Regions from separate parts of the Mus musculus genome. Here region 1 is linked to region 2. The links are chromatin contacts, called in public promoter capture Hi-C maps. All regions are on one chromosome and are shown on one strand. Each heading gives the region's core, a stretch centred on a gene start, on an enhancer-like site or on the middle of the called end of the contact. The rest is flanking DNA. Distances are from core to core; before and after follow the strand shown. Region 1 holds the start of Clic1 (chloride intracellular channel 1). Region 2 holds the start of Ehmt2 (euchromatic histone lysine N-methyltransferase 2).

Evidence for each region. Capture Hi-C pulls out chosen DNA fragments and counts their contacts.
Region 1: a promoter capture Hi-C map of pancreatic islet shows a contact between it and region 2. The contact joins the promoter of Clic1 here to the promoter of Ehmt2 in region 2. A contact is called at or near these places in 14 of 39 promoter capture datasets (the 3T3-L1 cell line, the C10 cell line, the HPC-7 cell line and 9 more), 2 of 484 Hi-C or Micro-C datasets (both in embryonic stem cells), 7 of 115 datasets of contacts at active chromatin or transcription factors (bone marrow-derived dendritic cells, bone marrow-derived macrophages, effector CD8 T cells and 4 more) and 3 of 9 other capture datasets (adipose tissue, liver and pancreatic islet).

The regions. Positions count from the first base shown.
Region 1 is chr17:35,048,653-35,052,048 of GRCm38.p6, forward strand. Clic1 (chloride intracellular channel 1) reads left to right here and starts at 1,591. Exons shown (of 6, transcript NM_033444.2): 1 at 1,591-1,834. The coding sequence starts at 1,796. Gm23421 (a small nuclear RNA gene) reads left to right here and starts at 566; the gene lies at 566-669.
Region 2 is chr17:34,897,166-34,900,607 of GRCm38.p6, forward strand. Ehmt2 (euchromatic histone lysine N-methyltransferase 2) reads left to right here and starts at 1,805. Exons shown (of 27, transcript NM_145830.3): 1 at 1,805-2,088; 2 at 2,195-2,401; 3 at 2,495-2,751. The coding sequence starts at 1,809.

The DNA.
Region 1 (3,396 bases), core at 341-2,840, 150 kb after region 2:
GTCTTTCCTCTCTGTCTTTCCAAGTCCAGAATATTTTCTTCAAATATGTCTGTATATGTGTGTGTGTGTGTGTGTTAGACTGAGAAGAAAAGAAAGCTAGTCGATAGTAGAGAAATTTAGAGTGTGGAGGTTAGATATTGGCAGACATATTTTAGGTTTTTTTGTTTTTTGTTTTGTTTTTGTTTTTTGTTTTTTCGAGACAGGGTTTCTCTGTATAGCCCTGGCTGTCCTGGAACTTACTTTGTAGACCAGGCTGGCCTCGAACTCAGAAATCTGCCTGCCTCTGCCTCCTGAGTGCTGGGATTAAAGGTGTGCACCACTATGCCTGGTTTTGTTTTTGTTTTTAAAAAAGGTAGAAGTAGTAGGCAGGGCAGTGGTGGCGCATGCCTGTAATCCCAGCACCTGGGAGGCAGAGGTAGTCGGATTTCTGAATTTGAGGCCAGCCTGGTCTACAGAGTGAGTTCCAGGACAGCCTCAACCACACAGAGAAACCCTGTCACTAAAAACCAAAATACACAAACACACACACACACACACACACACACACACACACACACGAGTAGTAGAGCTCTCTTCAGTAGCACTCACACTAAAATTGGAAAGATACAGAGATTAGCATGGCCCCTGCGGAAGGATGTCACGCAAATTTGTAAGGCATTCCATATTTTTATTTGCCTGTGCTTTATCTAAAATCATTTGTATAGGTGGGTAATTAAAAGATACTGAAGTGAAAAAAAATAGGTAGTAAAGTTCTATCTTTATACTAAAGTTAGACCCTCCAGAATCAGGCCTCCCAGGGAAAGTGACACCCCCCCCCCCGTCTTATTTACTTAGATGTCCCCCAAGACTCTGCTCACACTGACCTGTCTGACCTTTCCTTTTTTTCTTCCCGTGATAGAACCAGTCGCTACCCCACCCACCCCAGGATGAGCCCAGTGCTATCCTAGAACCAGGATAAGTCTCCAAGGCAACATTCACCATTGAGAGGAGGGTAAGGGGCCCGGGTTGGGGAAAGTCTAAGCTTGGCCAGGCTTCCAGAGGACCGCCCCCTGCCGTGAAGCCTGGGCTCAGCTTCCTGTTTCCCCTGCATCAGGCCTCCTGGCCTCTGGCGGCCTGTGTCTTGGAGTGCCCTTTGCCAATCTGTAGTCCTCAGCTCACTATCTCCTTCCCGATCCCCCTCCACACACGCAGAGCACAGTCCCAGCAAACCAGAAGACTGACTGGATAACTGAAAACAAAACAAAACAAAACAAAACGCAGAACCCTTGCATCCTCAAACTCCCTTTCTGCACCTCCGTGGTCACTTCGCTAGTGTCAAGCTTCCCTGTTTGATAGTGGCCACCCTTCTCATTAACGAAGCGAGGAAACTGAGGCACGAAAATGCTGCTGTGTTTAGGAGAGGTCAGGGAATCGAGGAAGCCCCCGGACTTCCCTTCTAACACCTTATCCCTGGGATCCCGAGACCTCTGACTTCAGTCCCGGACCCACTCCCACGATCCCCGTGTCCCCTCCCCTCATGTCCCCTCCCCAGGTCCAGGGCGGGGCCGGCCGGTGAGTCAGCTGCTCCCTGAGCTAAACAGGAGGGACCGAGGTGGAGCAGCTGGGTGTGGGGTGCACTGGGCCTGTGGGGAAGCCGTGTTGGAGCGAACTAAAGGGTCTGATCGGACTTGGGTTGCGCCGAAGGGACAGCCCTGAGTCTGGAGGAGAGAATCCCGGACCGTGAGACCCGCCTTCCCTTGCCCCGGCCCCTCCCAGTTCCCCCAGCGACGGCTGCTTCCTGGTCCCCGACGCAACCATGGCTGAAGAACAACCTCAGGTCGAACTGTTCGTGAAGGTAAGAACACTTTCTCTTTCTTTGGCCACTCTCAGGATTTCTGCAAGTCAGTCCTCCCCTCTCCTGGGCTCCAGCTCAAACTCCCCAACCCCTTCCTAGTTGACCCCACTCCCAGCCCCGGTGCTGTTTTGCTGGGGGCAGGGTGGGCGGGCAGACACGACTTGTGAGACGGTAATGGGAGTGCTAGACTCGCCCTGGGAAGTTTATAGAAGAGGTTTCCAGCAGCCTAAAGGGGAGAAAGGTAAAGTTTCAGGAATGAGAGAGTGAATGGGGTTCGGTGCGGGATCCAGGGGGATCCAGACAAGAGAAGGACCGAGAAAGGGACAGTGGTGGGGTTCGAGAAGGTCAGGAGAGTTGGCTACGACGTGTGGCCCTATGAAAGAAAGAGAAAAATGAAAGATGGGGCAGAGAGAACGTGGGGAGAGAGCGAGAAAGAGGGAGGGAGAGAGGGAGAAAAAGAGGAGAGGAGAGGAGAGGAGAGGAGAGGAGAGGAGAGGAGAGGAGAGGAGAGGAGAGGAGAGGAGAGGAGAGGAGAGGAGAGGAGAGGAGAGGAGAGAGAGAGAGAGAGAGAGAGAGAGAGAGAGAGAGAGAGAGAATGAATAAGAATCTGGTAGGGTTGAAGGATGAGTGTGTCGCATGGTGGAAGGAAAGAGCCTTCACGAAGAAGCAGCACAATCAGTGGCTGAGATGACTATCCCCCAGCTGAGGCAGGAAGGAGATTAAAGTTTAGCAGTAGTTACTTATGAAGAGAGGAGAGGAGAGCTCCAAAGGGGACAGGAGACTCCTTGGGTTAGATGTAAATGCCGGGCTGATACCGGGCTGGAAGAAAAAGCCCCCTCCCCCTGAGCCCTCCCCCTTTACACTATCCTCTCTGTGGGTGTGGTCAAGGCAAGCTGGTGCTAGGCTTTTGGCTTTTGGGTTCGGAAACCGCTGGCTGCCGCGCTCCTCCTCTGCCCAGGCCTGTCCCCTCCGGCACCACCCTTCCCCATACCCCCGTGCACGTCCCTTCCTCTCCGGGCAGGTCCTCTCCCAGTGAGCACATTCGCACTCGTTTTTTGCTTCTCGGCCTCTCTTGGCATTCCTTTCGTTCTTCCCGTCTGTGTGTCGGTGTTCTGTTTTTCTCTATCTTTTTTTTCTGGGTTTTCTCTGGCTGCCTTTCCCAGTTTCTTGGCCCAGGGAAGTGAACTGGAGCCTGGGTCCGCCCCTTAGGTGTGGTCCCCACCTCACACTCGCCTCCAGGGGCTATTTTTACCCTGGGCGAGGAGATGCTGTAGAGATCCTGGCCCTTTGTCCTGTGACGAGGATCTTAGAGGACCAGAGGACATGAGTGAGGGTTTGGGGAACTGTAGGAGTGGCGGCAGCTGCCTAGGCCTCTGTGTGTATAGGTCCCTGCCCCCACTTCCTTGCCAGGAAGGAAGCTGCTGAGGCCTGAAGACACAGAAATGAATCACCCTCAGTCTAGGGGGAGGTGTCCCTTGGGGGATGAGGTCACCTGCATCCAATTAGAGAGTTGCCCCCTTTGTTAGGTCCTCCATATCTCTAAGTTGAGATTAGGTCCTCTG
Region 2 (3,442 bases), core at 555-3,054:
CCTGGGTAGGTAATGAGACATTAGGCTACAGTAGCGAGAACAGTGAGTAGCGGAGGGGTGGGGGGGCAGGGCACTTAGAAAAAAAGGACACAAGGAGGGCTGTTGGGGGGAGGGAGAGGAGTAGAGACATACAGTATTTTTAAAGAAAACTATTTTTTAGGATTTTTTCTGGAGTTTGGGGTTTTAGTTTTTGTTTTCCATAAAAATAAACAAAAAAAACAAACAAAAACATTTTTTCTTTATATTCTGGCAATTGCATGTGTGTGACTACCCACCATAGATTCTCCCAGCGCTAACAATTGTAGTCCCATGCCAAAAGGAGCCTCAAGCAGAGACTCGGAACACGCCCTAAACACTTAGGCAGAAACCTTATCACACAGTGATTGGCAACCCTGGTGCTGGCATAAACCATGCGGGGTTTGGTGGCAGTGCAAGCCATGGGCCACAGGTGACCAGTGAACCCACAGAGATGGCAAAAGGGCATCTGTTGCATATTTTTGCTCAAGTTTTAAGGAAAGTTGAAATACCAGCTAAACTTATAGTTGATTACCTAGAAGACTACAATTCCCAGAAAGCTCTGAAAAGTTTTTAATCCAAAGAGGACTACAGTTCCCATAAGATGCCGAATTGGCCTTGGGCCCAGTAACATAAGTACCTGTCTGTCCAATATTGTGTGAGCAACCATACAGGCATTTTCAAGCTTTGGCTAGGACTTAATGCCTGGAGGGGGATGGTGCCCTCGATAGTGTTCAGGGTTGTATACTTGCTGTGTCTACCATCATACTTAAGCTGTCTGCTGGACCATGACCCCCCCCCTCCATGGAGAAGTATTTGGGCAGAAATAGTTACTGTCAATAGATTGAGGTCTCCGCTGCATTCAGTTGACATATCTAGTGCAACCGAAGACACTTCCCCCAGATTTCCAAAAGCACACTGACCCAGAAGTAAAGGTGTCTTCCGTGAGTCTCTGTCGCCCCTTCTTGTGCACTAAAGTTCAAAACTGATATAGTCCCAGCCTTCTATCTGGCGGCTCAGAACGGGAAAGGCACACGCGGCAGCTGCAAAGGCTCAGGCTACACGTGTTCCCAAAACCGGGCGGGGACAGGGAAGCCACAGCCCAGTCGAGCCTCACCCTTGCTCCCGGCGGAGCCCAGGCTAGGAGCGAACGCCCTCTCCCCTACAGGCCCCAGTTCTGGACCTCCAGGGCCATTCTGGGGGGCAAAAATGGCCAAGAGGCCCGCAGCGGCTCCTTTAAGGCGTCTTCTCGCCCTCCCTCCTTGTCCACGTGACCCGGGGCGGCCGCGCGCCGGCTCGGCCCCCCGCGCAAGCGGCGATGGCGGCGGCGGCGGGAGCTGCTGCGGCGGCGGCCGCCGAGGTGCGGAAGGGGAGGGGGAGAGGCGGGTGCATGCCCGCGCGCGCGCCCGGGGGAAGCGCGCGCTCGTGCAATGCTCCGGGGGTGCAACGGGGCCGGGGGGCCCGAGCCGAACTTACAGCAAACCAGGGGGCCAACACCGGGGGCGGATGAGGGGACCAGGGGGTGGGAGGTGGGGGGAGTGGGCGCCGAGTCGCACGTGCCGCCGCCCGCTGCCCCTGCGTGGGCGGTGGGCACCGCGACCCCGGGAGCCCGCGCGAGGGGCGCGAGGGGCCGTCCGCCGGGCTGGGGCGCAGCGGGCGTTGCAGGGGTTGGTGGCCGGGGTCCCCGCGGCCTGGGGGACAAAGGGGGAGCGGCGCGTGCAGCCGGGAGGAGGGGGCGGGGCCGGGGCGCGGAGGCCCCGCCCCCTCCCCCTCCTCTGCTCCCGGCCCCAGAGATGCGGGGTCTGCCGAGAGGGAGGGGGCTGATGCGGGCCCGGGGGCGGGGGCGTGCGGCCCCCACGGGCGGCCGCGGCCGCGGTCGGGGGGGCGCCCACCGAGGGCGAGGTAGGCCCCGAAGCCTGCTCTCGCTGCCCAGGGCCCAGGCGTCTTGGGCCCCCCAGCTGCCTGCCGGGCTGACCGGCCCCCCGGTTCCTTGTCTCCCCTCCCAGGGGGAGGCCCCCGCTGAGATGGGGGCGCTGCTGCTGGAGAAGGAGCCCCGAGGAGCCGCCGAGAGAGGTGAGTGCAGCAGGAGCAGGCCCGACCGGACCTCCACCCTCCCCACCCCCAACACGGGATCCCGGGAGCTTTCAGCCCTGAACTTTTTCTTTTCCCCTCCCGACAGTTCATAGCTCTTTGGGGGACACCCCTCAGAGTGAGGAGACCCTTCCCAAGGCCAACCCCGACTCCTTGGAGCCTGCCGGCCCCTCCTCTCCGGCCTCTGTCACTGTCACCGTCGGCGATGAGGGGGCTGACACCCCTGTCGGGGCCGCATCACTCATCGGGGACGAACCCGAGAGCCTGGAGGGAGATGGGGGTCGCATCGTGCTGGGTGAGAGACTGGGGAGTGAGGGAGACGGGGCGCAGAGGGGCTTTCTGCATGCCTGCTCACCCTGCACCCCCTTTCTGCCTGCCTCTTTTCTAGGCCATGCCACAAAGTCGTTCCCCTCTTCCCCCAGCAAGGGGGGTGCCTGTCCCAGTCGGGCCAAAATGTCAATGACAGGGGCAGGAAAGTCGCCCCCCTCGGTCCAGAGTTTGGCCATGAGGCTGTTGAGCATGCCCGGGGCCCAGGGAGCTGCAACTGCTGGGCCTGAACCCTCTCCGGCAACAACTGCCGCCCAGGAGGGGCAGCCCAAAGTGCACCGAGCCCGGAAAACCATGTCCAAACCTAGCAACGGACAGGTGAGAGTGTGGAAGTTGGGGTGGAGAGACTTGGGGAGTCTCTGGGTCGGATTTTTTGTTTTGTTTTGTTTTTGTTGGTGGTTTGTTCTTTTGGGTTTTTTTTTTTTTTTTTTTCCTTCTTCCGGGATTTAGCCTTAGACCTCTTGTATTCAGATTTTTTTTTTCGAATTTACCAATAGGCTACCAAGTGTCAGCTGTTGGGCTGGGCCTCTGTGAGCAGAGTAATTGTCGGCTTCCTGGAGTTTGTGTTCTTTGGGGAGGGGTGGTCAGCAGAGGAGACTGACAGATGTAGAATTAATTATATAGTTATTGTCCTAATTACACAAATGACTGGGCAGGATCAGCCTTCCCAAGTTTGTGTTTTTTTTGTTTTGTTTTTTGCCTCTGAACAAATGCTTAGGGAGGTTGGTTTGTTCGTTTGTTTGTTTGTTTGTTTGTTTGTTTTTCAAATCCCTACTTTGAGACCAGTCTCAAACCAGATAAAGTTTTTACTGGGAACTCTTCCCTGGGAAGGCCACATAATGACAGAATGTGGGCGGAGGCGTGTGTGTGTGTGTGTGTGTGTGTGTGTGTGACAAGAACCTGGAAATCAAAATTATGTCAAGGTTTTAAGGGCTCTTGATTCAGCTTAAGTATGGCTTGTGTAGCCTTCCTCTGGGTCTTGTTTCGTTTATTTTGTTGTTTGTTTTGA